Linked DNA regions of Delphinus delphis: region 2 is linked to region 1. A link is a contact called in public Hi-C data. All regions are on one chromosome and are shown on one strand. Each heading gives the region's core, a stretch centred on a gene start, on an enhancer-like site or on the middle of the called end of the contact. The rest is flanking DNA. Distances are from core to core; before and after follow the strand shown. Region 1 holds the start of LOC132431515. Region 2 holds the start of VEGFA (vascular endothelial growth factor A).

Evidence for each region. A called contact is a pair of places that touch in the nucleus more often than the background predicts.
Region 2: a contact with region 1 is called in a Hi-C map of lung, with 6 times the contacts expected there. The contact joins the promoter of VEGFA here to the promoter of LOC132431515 in region 1. A contact is called at or near these places in 2 of 3 Hi-C or Micro-C datasets (lung and muscle).

The regions. Positions count from the first base shown.
Region 1 is chr10:31,774,178-31,777,916 of mDelDel1.2, reverse strand. LOC132431515 reads left to right here and starts at 1,746. Exons shown (of 5, transcript XM_069541073.1): 1 at 1,746-1,768; 2 at 3,400-3,580. The coding sequence starts at 1,761.
Region 2 is chr10:31,990,442-31,994,172 of mDelDel1.2, reverse strand. It overlaps VEGFA (vascular endothelial growth factor A), which reads left to right and starts at 1,999. Exons shown (of 9, transcript XM_060021629.1): 1 at 1,999-2,019. The coding sequence starts at 1,999.

The sequences.
Region 1 (3,739 bases), core at 497-2,996:
CTGCCAGACAATACCATTCCCTCCAGGAGAGAAGTGACCACTATTCTGACTTGTTTCACCACAGATTGGCTTGGCCTATTCCTGAACCTCATGCAAACGGACTCCTAGAGCATGCAGTCTTTGTGTCTGACCCAGTTTATTGGACATGAGGTCTGTGAGGGTTTTCCACATTGTTTCTGCAACACCAGTTCTTCCTTTTTCGTAGCTGAGTAGCCTTCCTTTGAATAGTTATGCCACAACTGATTTATGTGTTCTGCTGTTGATGGACATTTGGTTGTTTCCAGTTTTTAATTAACAGCATTAAAGCAACCGCAGCCTTCTTGGACACGTCTTTTGGTGCACATAACCATGGCTACCCATTCTTGAGAACAGATTTTGAGGGGGATGCCTCGTTAAGAACTCCAGGGAGGGAAGGAGAGATGAAAAATTATTGAGCTCCTGCCTGGTGCCGTGAGCCTTTTTGTGTCGACTGGACTAGTCATAGGGGAAGGAGGACGGAGACAGAGCAGCCCCTAAAAGGGACTCCACCAACCTCATTCCTGCGCCTAGAGCCACTGTGAGTGTGTGAGTGTGAGTGTGTGAGTGAGTGAGTGTGTGTGTGTCTGTGTGTGCGTGCGCATGAGTATTCATTTCCTAGGGCAGCCATAATAAACTATACCATAGACCTGGTGTCTTAAAACAACAGAAATTTATTCTCTCATAATTAAGGAGGCCAGAGTCCAAAATCAAGGTGTCGGCAGGGCTGGTTCCTTCTGGAGGCTCTAGGAAGAGTCTGCTCCACGTCTCTTTCCCAGCTTCTGGTGGTTGCAGGCAATCCTTGGTGCTCCCTGGCTTGTGGCTGCCTCACTCCAAGCTCTGCCTCTGTCATCACGTGACCTTCCTCCCTGTGTGCCTCGTATCTCTTTGTCTACAAATCTCTCTCCTAAAAGGACACCAGTCATTAGATTAGGGGCCCACCCTAATCCAGTTAGATATCATCTTGATTACATCTATAAAGACCCTGTTTCCAACTAAAGTCACATTCACGGGTAGTGGGGCAAAAATGTCAACATATCTTTTGAGGGACACAATCCAACCAACAATAGTGATTATGACTCTGCAAGTTTGTGTGTCGTGCACGAGTGTGTGCGTGAAGTCGGGTGTTTATGTGGGTGTGTATAAGTGTGAGGGAGCAGTGAGAGTATGCATGTGCGTGTGCTTGTGGGAACACGTCTCTGGTTGTGCTCATGTGGCTGCGGACGTGTACAAGAGCATGTGTGTGCCTGTGGCCCGGTGGCCATGGCTTGGACAGCCTTCCTGAAGGGCTGAGAGGGGTGGCAAGGCAGCACGAGGGCCTCAGGCCTGGCTCCCTGCTCCCAGCTGGGGTGGCCCCATGAATCCAGAGGGCGGAGGGCTCGCTGTGAGAAGCAAGGACGAGGGTGTTTGCTGAGCTGGGTACAGACTAGTAGGCTGAGGCGGTGGCTCCAGGCAGCAGCGTGGTTCCCAGGTCCTCTTCCAGGAACGTTCCTAGAAGGCCCCTCCACCCAAGCTCCCGTCCCCTGCGCCCCATTTGCCTGGATGGGGCGGTGCTGACTGACTCATCCCCTCCCAGGGCTGGAAGCCAGCACTCAGCTACCTGTTGGGCCAGTCAGGTAGGGGCGGGGCAGCCAGACAGCCCCTCCCAGGCCCTGCCCCCAGGCCAATCTGGAGCAACACCCTATCAGCCCCAACGCCTGGCCAGGGCTGGACGCCAGGAAGTGGAGAAAACCAGCGGTGAGCACATGCTCAGGTAAGGCCCAGGATGAGGGCTGCTTCTCTCCTCAGGGCAGCTCTTGTGGGCAAATCCACCACCCAGAGACGGGACATAGGGAGGGTCTCCTCAACAGTTATGTGGGCTGGGCACCTGCTCTGAGCCAGTTACCTCCATTAAACTTCCCAACCAAGTTTAAATGGTGTCCTTAATATCCCCGATTTACAGATGCAGTCCCTGAGGCCCTAAGGAGTGATGATCTGCCTAAGATTCCACACCTTTCTTTAAATTTGTTGGAACTTTTTTATTCTCTCTGGAAATCCATACCCTGCCCCCACCTCCAGACTCAGACCACAGCTGCTCCCACTTGCCCACCTGCCCACCACACACCCTTCCCACCCTTCCCCAGGGAGACACCGAGCCCAAGGGGTGGGATGGGGGAGGGGGACGTGGTCTCTCATCCCACCCTCCTGGGCTGGGCTCCTTTGTCATATCCTGGTTTTGGTTTTGGTGTGGTGGTAAGCTTGTTGCCTGTGAGCATATCGGTGGGTTTGTGTGCACGCCACAGGAGGGGTCGTCTGGGCATGTGGTATACCTCCAGGTGGGTTTGCCTGCCAGGGACACCTGAGCGCACGACTGCAGCGGGACACACACTGCCCAGGTTGGATCTGTGAGTGTGCCCAGGTGCAGGTGTGCAAGCCCCCCGTGGGCATTCAGGAAGAGGCTGCCCCCCTGCACGTTTGGGTCTCTGCAGAGGGCTGCCCATTGCTCCCCCCTTACCAGGTCACTGCCACCATCCTCAGTGCACAGATTCCCAGGCCCCAGGTGACAGCCTGGTTAAAACTGCCTATGACTGGGGACAGAGACACCTGAATCTCAGGCCCAGACCCGCTTGCTCCACTCGCTCCAGGCTGAGGTGCCCTTGAGCTGGCATTGCCCCACCCAGGCAGTGGGAGTGTCCTCACCCAATGGGATGGGGTGACATGGAGGGAGGAGGGAGCAGCGAGGCTTCTCCCGCCCCCAGGAGCGCAGGGTCCCAAGATGAAGAGCTCAATACCCCAGCGCTCAGTAGGCTGGGGGGAGGTCCTGCCAGGACTTGGCACTGACTACAAAGTGTGGGGGGCACCCCCCAGCACTCCGGGCCGCCGGCTGGCCTTGGGGGAGGGGCTGTGACGTTCGGTGGCCTCATGCGGTAGCTAATTGCTGACCTGATGACTGGGCGGCCTGAGGAGTGGGGTGATGCCACTCGAGGAAGCAGGCGTCCTGGCTCAAGGAGGGGGCCCTGTAGGGATGGAGCAGGCCAGGCCTGTGCTCTGCAGAGGCTAAGGTGGCTGTGGCCGAAGGAGTAGGGGGTGGGGGTGCTGAGGCTGCGATCGTGGGAAAGGGCTTCTCCCCAGCTTCCCTCAGCTTCAAGGGAAAAGGGTTCAGAGGCTGGGGTGGGGGAGGGAGAGGGGGTGGAACAGGGGATTTGGGAAGGGGCTACAGTGGCGGGGGAGGGGGTGGAACAGTGGATTTGGGAAGGGGCTACAGTGGCGAGGGGGGTGGCGGGGAGGAGATGGTGGCCAAGACTTCCTCTTGCTTCCCCTTGCTTCCCCTCCACCTACACTCCCCCCACCTTCCCATCTCTCCCCACCCCCACCTTTGTCCCCTCTCTGGTCCCTGTGGCCCAGGTTGGTAAGGAAGGAAGGAGTGGATGGATGTCTCTTCGCACCACAAGGCCCCCAGGCACAAGCAGCCTACTTGGCCATACCTACCCTGCTGAAGGCCAGAACATCCAGGAGCTGTGGTGAGACTTCAGCTGTCCTCAAGGACAGGAAGAGAGGCACAGAGAACAGCACAGGCAAAGGCTGGGTAATGGGGTTTGTGAGGTTGATAGAGGACAGAGGCTTGGCTGCAATGGTTATGGGAAGAGAGGAGGTGGGCAGGGCCCACCTGCACCGAGGCCATTCTGCACCGAGGGCCACACTGTCCCTTCCTGCCAAAAACTGTCAGTAACCAGACTCAGAGATT
Region 2 (3,731 bases), core at 750-3,249, 220 kb before region 1:
CTGGTGTTCGGGGATGAAACTGAGGCCCGTGAAGGAGGGGCAGAGACGTGGCTGATGGGTCTGGGGCTGCTGTGGGTAGGGGTGCTCCATCAGACAGTGACCCTACCCTGCCCCTTCTGCTTCCTCTCCCTCTTCCCTCCCCTTTTCCTGACTGGCTCCTCTTCCTGGGCTTCCTCTGCTCTAATCTTGTTCCCCAGTTGGCATCATTACTCCAAGTCAGACCTCCAAAACCAGATGGGAACATGATACTGGCACTGGAGAAAGAGGGCCTTCTTCCTTGCTTTCGCTTCATCTTCCCATTGCTTTATTGTAAAGACCTAGTGAGAGAGAGAGAGAGAGACAGAGAGACAGAGAGAGAGAGACAGAGAGAGAGAGACAGAGAGAGAGAGAGAATTGAGGGAAACCAAACCAATTCTCTCTCCTTCCATTCAACAGATTCTATTCCTACCCTTGCTGTGGATCAGCTCTGTGTCCTGCTAGGCACCTGGGGGTTGGGGGATGGCGTGAGTGAGACACCTTTCTTCCATCACAGAGAAACCACTTGGAGAAATGTTTAGACAACAGTGAGACTCAGCGCCTCTCTCCCCCATCTCCCTTCTAGCTTCAGAGAGGCTCTGCCTCTTTACCCAAGCAGGGAACAGCCTCCACCCACACAGGGAGAGCGACCCTGAACATCAGAGGTGTCAGGACATCAGGACAAAGTACAGCTATTGTGCCTTGGGCCCGATCACTACTCCCTTTGTCTGGGGCCACTGCTGGCTTCTGGACACCTTTCACGCTCTTCTCCACCCACCTCTGCCCTTCTCTCCCCTTCACCCTCACCTGGAACACCTTCCCCTTCCTCTTTGGCTCCTTCTGAACTACTACAGAGCCACAGGCCGAGGCTGCCCTGGCTGTGAGGTGGGGCCCTCCGAGTGGGGCTGAGGTTGCCGCTGAGGGGGCCCAGCGTGACCTCTGTCTGGGCTGCTCGCTGCTCCACACGCCCCCACCCCTCCTTGCCATGTTGCTGGATGACCTTGGGTCCCTCTGTACCCTTGGAATTCTCTGGGGGAAAGTCTGCCCTGATAGTCCCTGTCCTGAAGCAGCCTGCAGAGGGAGGATAAGTGGAATCAAGTTTGTTGGAGGGGATTAAGTCCATGGAAGGAGAAGATGCTATAGAGATGTGATGTGGTCTTATGGCTGTTGACTTGTGTTCTTGTTCTGTGTGTTTCTGGCCCCCATTTTTGAAGACCCAGGAGCGTGGGGCTCTCAGTTTGATGATCACCCATGGGGTTGGATCCATGACAGCGTATTAATGTGAAAGCTGGTGACATCATATTGGGGGATGGGACCCAGAGTCAACCCCCCACCCCCAAGTCACCACCAGGTTGTGGCTGTGAAATGAAGGGTGGAGATGGGAGACCCCTCCTCACCCTAGTGAAGGGTGCTCAGGACCCTTCAGGCAAGGCTGCAGTTCTGCTCCCTCATCCCCCTGGTTTCCTGAGCAGAGGTCACAGAGGTTGCTGTAACACACTTTGCTGAATGGGGAATGGTTGGCTCAGGTAGGGGAGAGACTAGTGGCTATTAAGTGACAACTGATGGCCATCCCTCCTTGGAACCCCTCCGTCTTCCTCCCAACTTCAGGGTCCTTTATTAAGACCTCTTCAGGCCTCTCCGGGGGCCAAGGAAGGCTGGGATGAGAAGGGATGCAGAGGAGGGGGCCAGAGTGACCCCCGGTGGTGAAGCGGGGAGCCTCTGTCCTGGGCTCTGCCGGCCCCAGGGTAGGGATAAGGCAGGGGATCCCTGCCAAGGTGCCCACATCTTGTGTTCTGGGGGTGCTAGACGAGGACCAGGTTGGGCAAGGAGGAAGTCTAGTGGCTTCGCTTCCATGTCCCACGTGGCATCTTGGAGGGTGGAGCCTTGGTGAGGAGGCCTGCCTGGGAGGTGGAGACTAACTGTAAAAAGACCTTGTCCCTGCTGCTGGGGAGGCTGCTAGGTGGTGGAGACGGGACTGGAGGCATGAACGATGGAGAGGGTGTGGTAGGGTGGCGGCTGAGCCAGCCCCTCTGCTCGCAAGGGCCTCAGGACACCACTCCTGTGGAACCGGGGCACTAAAGGGGTAACCTGTCACCCCCACCAAACCACAGCGCCATGAGCTGAGGAGCTGCTGTGTTCTGTTCTCAGCCTAGCTCCCATTCTCAGCCCAGGCCTTCACAGAGGCCACATCAGCCCCAGGCCAGGCCCTGGCCAGATCTGGATGAATAATAAGACCGGTTAGTCCCTCTCTTCCCACAGGTATCACCCCCACTCCTTGTTCCCTGGGGGAGCCTGGGAGCTGCTGGGTCAAAGCCCAACCAGGAATTTTTCCAGGCTGGTTCCTGTATGCAAGGGTGAGTTGGGGGGCCTTGGGGAGCACTTAGGGAAGACACGAGGAGTTGGGGGAGAGGGAGGCTTTGAAGGAACGGGGGTGACTGAGGTAAAGGGAGAAGAGACTGCCAGCTGCGAGAAGTGGGCAAGGGATCCCGGAGGTCTGGGGGCTGCTGAGGAGGACTCCCCAATTCTGTTCGGAAGATGAGCTGTGAGCCTGGACTCTGGGGCTGATAGAAGCCTTGGCCTCCGGCCTGGTGGGAGCTCTGGGCAGCTGGCCTACAGACGTTCCTTAGTGCTGGTGAGTAGGTTTGAATCATCACTCAGGCCCTGGCCTCTATCCGCCCCCACCAGCCCCCTGGCCTCAGTTCCCTGGCAGCATCTCGGGGGGGGGGGGCGGGAAGCAGGAACAAGGGCCTCTGTCTGCCCAGCTGCCTCTCCCTTTGGGCTCTGCCAGACTCCACAGTGCATACGTGGGCTCCAACAGGTCCTCTTCCCTCTGGGCCACTGACTAACCCCAGAACCACACGGCTTCCTGTTCTCAGCCCCACGAACACGGTGCCAAATACTTCTCCCCAGGGGAGACTCCCTGAACACTTCCCAAAGGACACCAGTCGCCCCAGCCTGTGGGCTGCAGCAGGCCAGATGAGGGCTCCAGAAGGGCACAGTGTCCAGATGGATACATCATGCCCTCTGTGCCTAGCACTGGGCTCTGTGCACATGGGGCCATTTGAGTCCCAAACATGCCACTGTTTGAGAGGTCAGAAATGGGGATACCAGGGGTAATCTCCCTCAACCCTCTTCCTGAGGCCTCTTGAACCGGAGCTGGGGTGTGCAGACGGTAGTCACTAGGGGGCGCTCAGCCACCACAGGGAAGCTGGGTGAACTTGGGAGAGGGAGAGCAGCATCTGCGTGAGAGTGAGGACGCGTGTGAGTGTGTTGGGGGGGTAGCTGAGAGTGTTGGAGCAGGGGAGAAGGCCAGGGGTCAGCCCAGGATTCCAGTAGATCTGTGTGTCCCTCTTTCCACCAGTCCCCTTCCGACTCCCCCAGACCCCTGCCCACTCCAATATTCCCAGCATAGAGGGAATAGCTCTCGAGTCCTGTCCGCACATAACCTCACTTTCCTGTACCCTCCCCCCAAATACCGCGCGGGCGTGTGTGTCTCCGGGCAAAGGGGGGCGCATAGGTAATTTTCAGGCTGTGAACCTTGTGGGGGGGTCGAGGTTTCGCTTCGCTGGTGTGGGTGGGGGTCCAGGCTTCGCTTGGGGTCCCCAGGCGAAGGCAGCGCCAGGGGCCGAAGACGCGCGGAGGGGACGGACTCAAGGAGCCGAGGCAGGGCCTGTTCCCGCCCCTGGGCGTGTCGGGGCGGGGCCAGGCCTTCTTTT